Regions from separate parts of the Hordeum vulgare genome. Here region 2 is linked to region 1. A link is a contact called in public Hi-C data. All regions are on one chromosome and are shown on one strand. The core of a region is the stretch at or near the end of the contact, and the rest is flanking DNA. Distances in the headings are between cores, read along the strand shown. Region 1 holds the start of LOC123444723 (probable LRR receptor-like serine/threonine-protein kinase IRK). Region 2 has its middle 66 kb from the start of LOC123444724.

Region 1 (4,977 bases), core at 402-2,901:
GCATGATGACCGGGGTGGAGATCATGAAGGTGGATCTCAACACCGTGTCGTCAAGGAAGAGGTCGTGGTTCGAGAAGATGCATGCCGACATGCTCAAGTTCGACGAGGAGTTAACTATGACGGCGAGCGCCATCTTTTTTGGATGTCGGCACGTGTGATGGCATGACCATGGTGCCGCGATGGCATGGTCGAATTCAAGTCCCATCCTTTTTGTGTGCTCGCATGCGTGTCGGCCGGCTCGCGAGCGCGCCAGCATGAGCTGTGGTACTATTTTTTAAAACCGGCATTGTATGCCGACGCTGGCATGAAACATGATCGGCCACGGGCCTTTTTTTAATATGTTGATTGCGGACATGAAATGGATCGACGCGTTGGGCGTACTGTCGACCAAAATTTAAAACATGACGGATGTCGGGCGGGCAACCGGTCCAAACGGACAAAAAACGAACAAATTCATCGTCCGTTTCGATCGATCCGTTGAAGTTGCTCATCATCCGTTTCGATCGATCCATTGAAGTTGCTCTTACTCCTTGCACTAAACAATGGCATCAAACAAACAAGCCATGGCAACCCAACCTGGCAACGCCATTAACGGGGCGACCATGAACCCAGATGGAAGGAGTGGAATGGACTGAAACGAGGAGCCCTGGCGTGCCGCTACGAAAACGGAAGCAAGGCGGGTGAATTCTACTCCACCGAAAATTTGAAAGGTTGCACTGCACACCCTTCACCGGGCGGGGCCAGCGTGGCTGTACCGCCTGGGTTGCCGTGCGGTGCTGCTCGTGCCTGCGCTTTTCCGTCGCTGCTCCAGATCGCAATGAATGCCGGCTGCCATTCGGATCAAAAGCGGCCGGTGTAAACGAAGGTTTTTTCTTTTCTTTTCTTCTTTGAAACATAAATGAAGGTTGTTGGGGCCGCATTCAATACAAGCAACCTTCAGAGCCTCCGCAGACACGCGTCAGGACCTCTTAATAAACCTTTTTTTTTGGTGAATGCGTTCCCACGCACGGGAGGGAATGAAGAGTGGTTTCGTTCGTCTGGTCACCCAAAAATTCTCCAGCCTTGCTATACAGGTAAAAATGTAGCCCGTTCATACCAAAGATAAAAAAAGAAAGAAAATATTATCTGGCAGACATTCGTCGGCCAGAGGCCCAATCCAAAGTTGTGAAATCGGGTCATAATAATAGTGATATCGGTGATGGCGTTATTAATTCTGGCGTTACCTAGGGGTGAATGGAAATGTCTTAAATTTCCGTCGGTGACAATCAATCCAGAAGATTGGGTTTCTACAGGACGATTTTATCTGCTGTAATACTGTTATTAGGGGTGGTTTTTCTTTCCTTGAGCAAATAATGACTGTGATGCACCTGGTAAATGAAATGGGGTGACCACATTGCGCCATTTTCTCCCTGTAAAATATCTTTAAAATTTGCAAAAAAAAAAGGGAGGAGAAACAAATCTGAAAAGTTAATAAATCGAATCATTTTGTCCATTCCTGATAGTTTCTACTACTCGTCCTAGCTCATTAATACCGCAAGGAGGGGGAGGGTGGAGGGGTCCTCCCCACTGCCCCTGCTCCACAGGTGACAGTTCACAGCCTCCCCGCTGCACCACGCCACCCCCCTCCCCTCCCCTCCCCTCCCCAGACGGCCCGCACCAAAAACTGCTCCGCGCAAATGGACAGAGCTCCGGTGTGATCCCACCACCCGCACGCCCCTCCTCCCCTCCCCGCCCCGGCCGCCGCAATGGCCGCCTCCTCCTCCGCGCCCGCGCCGCTCCTGTTCCTCCTCCTCCTCGCGGCGGCCGCGGCGACGGCCACCACCACCACGGCGCTCACCGACGACGTGCTCGCGCTGGTGGTCTTCAAGACGGGCGTGGCCGACCCGCTGGGCCGCCTCGCCCGGTGGACCGAGGACGACGACCGCCCCTGCTCCTGGCCGGGCGTCGGCTGCGACGCGCGCGCGGGCCGCGTCACCTCGCTCTCCCTCCCCGCCGCCTCGCTCTCCGGCCGCCTCCCGCGCGCGCTCCTCCGCCTCGACTCGCTCCTCTCCCTCTCCCTCCCCCGCAACAACCTCTCCGGCCCCGTGCTCCCCGGCCTCCTCGCCTCCCTCCCCCGCCTCCGCTCCCTCGACCTCTCCTCCAACCGCCTCGCCGCCACCGTCCCCGCCGACCTCTTCGCCCAATGCCACGACATCCGCTCCATCTCCCTCGCCCACAACGACCTCTCCGGCTACATCCCGCCCGCGGTCGCCTCCTGCTCCTCGCTCCTCTCCCTCAACCTCTCCTCCAACCGCCTCGCTGGCCCCATACCCGACGGTATCTGGTCGCTGCCTTCGCTCCGCTCTCTGGACCTCTCCGGGAATTCGCTGTCGGGGAGTGTTCCCGGCGGGTTCCCCCGGAGCAGCTCGCTGCGGGCGCTCGATTTGAGCCGTAACCTTTTCGCCGGGGAGATACCGGCTGATGTCGGAGAGGCGGCGCTTCTTAAATCGCTGGATCTCGGGCGTAACTTCTTCACCGGCGGCTTGCCGGATTCTCTCCGTAGGCTGACCGCGCTACGGTTCCTTGGCGCCGGCAGCAATGCGCTCGCCGGCGAGGTGCCCGCGTGGATCGGGGAGATGTGGTCGCTGGAGCGGCTTGACTTGTCGGGCAATTGCTTCGCCGGCATCATCCCCGAGGACATCGCGAAATGTAAGAACCTGCTGGAGGCTGATCTCAGCCGGAACGCGCTGACCGGCCAGCTCCCCTGGTGGGTGTTCGGCCTGCCACTTCAGCGCGTCTCGGTCGCCGGCAACAAGCTCGGCGGGTGGGTCAAGGTCCCCGGAGATGCCGCGTTGGCGTTGCATGTGCTGGACCTGTCGAGCAACGCTTTCTCGGGCGGGATCCCGGAGCAGATTACTGCCTTCACGGGGTTGCAGTTTCTGAACCTGTCCTCGAATTCCATATCGGGGCAGCTGCCTGCTGGCATTGGTGCGATGAGGCTGCTGGAGGCGCTCGACGTGAGCGCTAACACGTTAACTGGAAGCGTGCCACCGGAGATTGGCGGTGCGGTGGCGCTCAGGGTGCTGAGGCTGGGGAACAATTCGCTCACCGGCGGCATCCCGGCACAGATTGGGAGCTGCAGTTCCCTCGTTGCACTGTAAGCGAATTTCTCGCTCATTTTTTTACCGCACTAAATTTGACACCATTCAGATTGCTTGTTAGTGAAGTTGACTAGGTCTATTTGTTTTTTGTATTTCCCTGCATGCCTCGGTTGCTTTCAGTTTCCTAGGTTCCAGAGACGTTGTAGAAAATGACAGGACATCGATTTCTTGAGTTTTGTGTTAGGAGTCCTAAACCGCAAATTGTGGGTCTCTGTCATGTTGTCCTGCTCGTATCCAGTGCCCGGTTCATTTTCTAGGATACGCTTAAAACTGAAGTCAAATGTGCATGTGTGGGAATCTGGGCGTCTGTTTCAAACTTTGCAAACTGTAATCAGATAGAAAATCTTGCAAGTTGATCAAACAGATCTAAACTTATTGTTACTTGATTCTGACTTAATGAGTATACCCTAAAAATGAAGCCGACGTATCGAGCAAATCTGAACCCAGTTACTTGATTCTGACTGAATATTAGGAGTCATTTTAATTGATACAGTATGCTCGTGTAATGCAGGGATTTGTCGCACAACGACATCACAGGGCCGATTCCAAGCACCCTGGGGAACCTCACCAGCCTTCAGGCTGTTGATCTCTCCCAGAACAAGCTGAATGGGACCCTACCAGTGGAGCTATCTAATCTGCCCAGCTTGCACGTCTTTGACGTCTCCCACAACTTGCTATCAGGAAATCTCCCCAACAGCCGTTTCTTCGACAACATCCCTGACTACTTCCTAGCAGACAATTCTGGCCTATGCAGCTCCCGGAAGAACAATTCCTGCGGTGCGGTCATGCCGAAGCCGATTGTACTCAACCCCAATTCCTCATCAAACCCCTTGTCACAATCCTCACCAAGCTCCCCTAGCAGCAAGCATCACAAGAAAATCATACTGAGCGTCTCCACCCTCATTGCCATCGCGGGTGGCGCTGCCATTGCCATCGGAGTGATCACTGTAACTGTGCTCAACCGTCGTGTCCGTGCCGCCGCCTCCCACCCAAAGCCTGCTGTTGCACTGTCTGACGATTACCTAAGCCAATCCCCGGAGAATGATGCTAGCTCTGGCAAGCTTGTCATGTTTGGTAAAGGCAGCCCCGAGTTCAGCACTGGTGGGCATGCCTTGTTGAACAAGGACTGTGAGCTTGGGCGAGGAGGCTTTGGTGCAGTCTACAAGACAGTGCTCAGAGATGGACAGCCCGTGGCCATCAAGAAGCTCACTGTGTCTAGCTTGGTCAAGTCTAAAGATGACTTTGAGCGACAGGTCAAGGTGCTTAGCAAGATGCGGCACCACAATATCGTCACACTGAGAGGCTTTTACTGGACTTCATCGCTGCAGCTGCTCATCTACGATTACCTCCCTGGAGGAAATCTGCACAAGCACCTGCATGACTGCACGGAAGAGAACTCGCTTTCCTGGATGGAGAGGTTTGACATTATCATCGGTGTTGCCAGGGGTCTGATGCACCTCCACCAGCATGGGGTCGTCCATTACAACCTCAAGTCAAGCAATGTGCTGCTGGACAGCAATGGTGAGCCCAGGGTCGGTGACTATGGCCTTGCAAGCCTACTCCCGATGCTGGACCGGTATGTGCTGAGCAGCAAGATCCAGAGTGCACTTGGGTACATGGCGCCAGAATTCGCATGCAAGACGGTGAAGATCACCGAGAAGTGCGACGTCTATGGCTTTGGTGTGCTTGCATTGGAGATCTTGACAGGCAGGAGGCCCGTTGAGTACTTGGAAGATGACGTGGTCGTGCTATGTGATCTGGTGAGAAGCGCGCTGGAGGAAGGCAGGCTGGAGGACTGCATGGATCCGAGGCTATGCGGCGAGTTCGTGATGGAGGA
Region 2 (5,237 bases), core at 743-3,242, 210 kb before region 1:
ATGACGCCTGCGTGCTGTCTTGACAAGATCCTTTTTGGAATGGTGTGAGCGAGATTTTTTCTACGTGTCGTCCAGCGGTTGTGATAGTTTTCGCCCGGTTCTTAATAAATGAATTGGACAACTTGGTTTTCGCTCGATTTTTCTAAATTAATTGAACAAATCTTTTCTTCTTAATGAATGCAGGATAACTAACATTTCAAAAAAAAAAAAAATGTCTGAAGCAAAGGATGGTTTCACATCTATAAATCAACTATGTTTCTTACAAGGATATACATTCTTATGATTCTGAATTGACACCACAAACTGCTAGCGTTATCTGCAATTTGCATATCGGGCAGGAATGCTGAAGCATGGTGATGGGGAAGATCTGAAGAGAGGTGCCGTAATGCTGAGGAACAACGCGAAGAACATGACGAGGAGCTGTGCGGCTGTGCAGGGTGATGCTACCTGAGCTTCTGGGTTGCTCGATGCATCGTTTTTAGCCTGTCTTCTTTTGGTGGTTGTTTAGTTGGTACTGATTGGTCTGCTCCTGCGTGGGTGATACACACTTTTGCTCCTGTGCGAGTGTCTAAACTGTTGGTAGGATAGATGATGGTGTTGTCGAGTTTTCGTCCTGCAGCGGGTGTTTCTATGACGAGCACCTGCAGTGGGTTTCCTGGTGATGCGTTGAACTCTCTTCGGTGATGTGTTGAACTCGCTCTCCGTTCTCCCGTCTCCACCTTATTCTGCTTCTGAAGTGTTGTATTTCCGTTATTCAGTTAATGGAAGGGGGTTATGCCCGGTTAAAGAAAATGCATATTGGATGAGAGATGAATATCGAGCATGGGAAATATTCTTGTTCCCCTTTTGCACTCAAAAATATTACCTCCATTCGGAAATAACTGACGTGGTTTTAAGTTGAATTTGAACTAAAACCACGTCAGCTATTGCCAATGATTCTGTAATGTCCATTGCCAAGTGAAGGTACCATTGAGCAATAAATATACTATGTCCTACACGTTGAGCAACAATTTTCAGACTGGAAACAACATTTCAGCAGATCACGGTGCAGAGCCAAGCCAATACATGCTGACTATGTTTTCGCTGTGCTTCTGGTGAGGCTGTGTGGACCTGTTGCAAATGGGAGATCTGATTGCTACAGGGATGATGAAGTGGTATTCAGAACCCAGATCACAAGACAAAAAGAAAGAGACCAGCTCAGGACTTAATGTAAGTAAATGTTTTTTCTGCGACATCTGAATAACAACAATGGTGGTCGGGATATAGATTGGGGTGATAAAGTTGCGGTAATACTCTGCACAGAGATCCTGCCATCAGGGGACACAGTAGGGGCTTGGCAGTGTGAAATGATACAGTATCTTGGAAGTTTCTATATGCTCCTGTTATCATATGGTCTCTGTGATAGTACACGACACTATTAACCTTGCCTCAAACAGATACAGTTAAAGATGTTTCTTAATCACAACTGGTTAATACTCCAGACTCCAGAGTGATTTTTTTCAGGAACAGAGTAGTTGCTTTGTGCCAAAGCAGTTCAAGTTTTGCGAAACAATCTTCATCTTTGATGAGCTTCTAAACTCCAGATGGCAAGGTTCATGATCCTCTCCTTGAGGCATCACAAGTACACTTTCTGTGTCTTGCATAGTTGCATTGAGTTTTCTTATTGATACTGACAGGTCTGTTCCTCGCTAAACTGTCTGATCGCAGCAATTAGCCTAAACTCCTATGCTTAGCTACGTACAAGCGCAGTATCAGATCTCTCATCAGTGGTTGGACTTTGACCCTATGGAGCACATCATCACGGCGTGGAATTCACTACTGTTTTTTTTCTTTCAGGTTATTACTTTTATGATTCTGCGTTGCGGATGTGTTCCCCGATCGATCCCCATGTGCTCGATAAAGCCTTTGAGAGCCTGTATGATGATACGTGAGGTGAGGTGAAACAATGCTGGCCCTCCTACTGTGTTGGTCAGGACAGGTCCACACATTCCTTTCCCCTTTTTCCTTTATGTCTGTTTCCCCTTTGCATGATTCCTTCCGGCCCCTATCGGCTATCGTCTTGCCGCTGGGCTTTTTGCTAATTTCATGCGAGTCAAGATCTGTTCCCGGCAGTTTCGAAAAGAAAATAAATGGGCACTCCTTTCGTCTGGAAATACTTGTTTGAGAAATGGATGTATCTAGATGTATTTTAACTCTAAACACATTCATTTTTATTATTTTTGCGATAAATAATTTCGAACGGAGGGAGTATTTGTTGGCATGAAATAGGTTTGTGCATTGCCAGTGTTATCTAGCAAGTGTGTTGTTCCTCTTTGCGTAAACAAGAAGACAGGCGTGTTCTCCTTTCATCATGTTTGTGCGTCTGTAAATATCACCTGCCATGGTCTTTGTGCAACGATAATTCTTTGACCATCGATTGCTCCAGGACGATCTACATGCATCTCGGTTTGCCAGGAATTTCGTTTTTCTTTGTCTGACATTTTTCACTACTGCTGCATGATTTTACCGACCATTGGAAGGTACGTACTAGCTGTGGAATATTTTAGAGAATCTGAGATAAAGGGGATGGTCCTGTCTGTATTATACGTAGCAGGTAGTGTTCTTGTGTCCAGCATGTTCTTTCTTCACTAAACAATAGAATGTACAGTTGTTAGTTCAGTTATTATTCTACATGCTCATTGTCATTTGGCTTGTAGTTCACTGCCTATTCAGGCTGTTTGAAATCATCTTCACAATAGTCAAATGCACTACCTAACACTAATTCCGCAGTATGAATTGGAAAGATGCTAGGCTGACGCTCGTACGTACTAGTAGTGACATTTTACTACTCCCTCCGTCCTAAAATAAGTGTAGCTGCTTTAGTACAAATTTTATACTAACTTGATACTAAATTTGCGTTACTTATTTTAGGACAGAGGAAATAGATGTTTAGTTTTACTGTCTTGTGACGGGGACAAGGTGCTTGACCCTCTCGTGGCAGAGGCTTCTGAGTGTTGAAATTTCTTGAGAGATGGAACTTGAAAATAAAGGCCACACGACAGTAGGCTCTCTGGATGGACAAAGCACACCAATGGTTTATACAAAAAAGAAAAACAACGTCTCTCCACCATCATTGATGACCTTGACAAAATCGCTGAGACTTGCATTTTGTCGCAACAAGAGATTGAACAAAAAAATCAATCCAATGAGAAGATTGCAAGCCTTTTGGGAGAAGAGGAGATCAAATATTACCAACGATCCAAAGCCGACTTCATTTTGAAGGGAGATGATAATACACGATACTTTCAATTGGTTGGTGACATAGAAAGAAGTGTATTTTCTCTCTCCAACAAGATGAGGGACGGATCGAAAGTCAAACCGAGCTTAAAAGTTATATCGCTAAATAGTCTCGGTTCGGGGCACCAGAAGAAGGGAATCTTATCTTCGATGAGACCCGAACAGATGATATTCCACAAGTCTCGGCAGAAGAGAACAATATCCTCACGACACCTTTCTCGGAGGAGGAGGTCAAAGCTGCGGTGTTCCAAATGGAACATAACAAAGCTCCAGGCCCTGATGGTTTCCCTGCAGAATTCTATCAAAATTTCCGGTTTGTTATCAAGACCGACCTCGTGGAATTGTTCAATTGTCTTCATGCCAGCCAACTTGAGATGTTTAGGCTTAATTTTGGCGAGATCGTGTTGTTGCCGAAAATTAAGGAGGCAGAGCGGATTCAACAATTCCGACCCATATGTCTCAATGTCAGCTTCAAGATTTTCACCAAAGTGGCCACTAATCGACTCAACACGGTTGCAGAACATGTCATTCGACCAACTCAAATTGTTTTCATGCAAGGAAGAAATATACTCGATGGAGTAGTGATCCTACATGAGACCATTCACGAGATGCATCGTAAAAACATGAGTGGAGTAGTTTTCAAGATTGATTTTGAAAAAGCCTATGATAAGGTCAAATGGTGCTTCCTTGAACACACCCTAAGAATGAAAGGATTCTCCGATAAATGGCGTGAGTGGATCCAAAATTGTGTTACTGGAGGTAGTGTGGCCGTTAAAGTAAATGATGACGTAGGCCATCACTTTCAAACAAAAAAAGGATTTCGTCAGGGTGACCCCATGTCCCTAATGTTATTTAACATTGTTGCTGATATGTTGGCTGTTCTGATTGAGCGTGCTAAGCAGGATGGCCAGATTGCAGGAGTAGTGCCACACCTCGTGGATGGTGGCCTCTCCATTTTGCAATATGCCGATAATACAATTCTTTTTTTGGAACATGATCTAGACAAGGCTCGAAACCCAAAACTGTTGCTTTTGGCGTTTGAGCAAATGCCCGGCCTTAAAATTAACTTCCATAAGAGTGAGTTGTTCTGCTTTGGAGAAGCCAGTGAGGCGGCGGCCGATTATGCTAATATGTTGGTTTGTACGCAAGGCCAATTTCCCATTAAATATTTGGGAATTCTGATTCATTATCGGCGTCTCACTAACGCAGAATTGAAACGTGTAGAGGAACACTTAGAGAAACGATTGAGCAGTTGAAAAGGCAAGTTTCTCTCTACTGGAGGACGACTGGTCTTGATCAACTCGATTCTCACAAATATGGTGCTTCATATGCTTTCTTTTTTCCAACTCTCAAGAGGGGTCTTGCAAAGGCTGGATTACTTTAGATCCAGATTCTTTTGGCAAGGAGGCAATGAAAATAAAAATACGCACTAGCAAAATGGAGCGTGGTTTGCAGGCCTAAAGACCAAGGTGGTCTTGGCATTCATGACTTGCAGGTCAAGAATGATGCCTTACTTAGTAAATGATTGTCCAGACTTCTTACTGAGGATGGCGTTTGGCAAACCCTACTACGCAACAAGTACCTATCCCAAAAAGCTGTGTTTCGGGCCTACTGAAAACCTGGTGATTCACACTTTTGGGCAGGTCTAATGGCGTCAAAGAAGCATCTTTTTGCTTCGGATCCTTTGCGATTAAAGATGGGTCTGAGATTCGTTTCTGGGAGGACACTTGGCTAGGCAATGCCAGTCTCCAAGAACAATATCCAGCTTTGTACCGGATTGTCCGCGATAAGAATGAAACTCTTGCGCAGGTTCTCGGTTCTTTTGCACTGGATATCTCTTTCAGGCGGGATGTGATTGGTCCTCGTCTTGTGTTATGGAAACATCTTTTGTCCCGATTAGATACGATTAACCTAACACAAGGGCGAGATGTGTTTCATTGGAACCTCACTACATCTGTGTC

What was found. Hi-C and Micro-C count contacts between places; a contact is called where the count stands out from the background.
Region 2: a contact with region 1 is called in a Hi-C map of leaf, with 4 times the contacts expected there. The contact joins the enhancer-like site here to the promoter of LOC123444723 in region 1. A contact is called at or near these places in 3 of 6 Hi-C or Micro-C datasets (leaf and seedling) and 1 of 1 datasets of contacts at active chromatin or transcription factors (embryo).

Annotation. Positions count from the first base shown.
Region 1 is chr3H:530,015,842-530,020,818 of MorexV3_pseudomolecules_assembly, reverse strand. LOC123444723 (probable LRR receptor-like serine/threonine-protein kinase IRK) reads left to right here and starts at 1,651. Exons shown (of 2, transcript XM_045121542.1): 1 at 1,651-3,136; 2 at 3,652-4,977. The coding sequence starts at 1,746.
Region 2 is chr3H:530,221,301-530,226,537 of MorexV3_pseudomolecules_assembly, reverse strand. No RefSeq gene overlaps it. Among protein-coding and RNA genes, the nearest start is that of LOC123444724, 66 kb to the left of the region's middle. Within about 2 kb of position 1,992, at least 2 of the 3 cell types and tissues checked have open chromatin away from gene starts, as enhancers often do. A contact at or near this core is called in leaf, where this site is marked.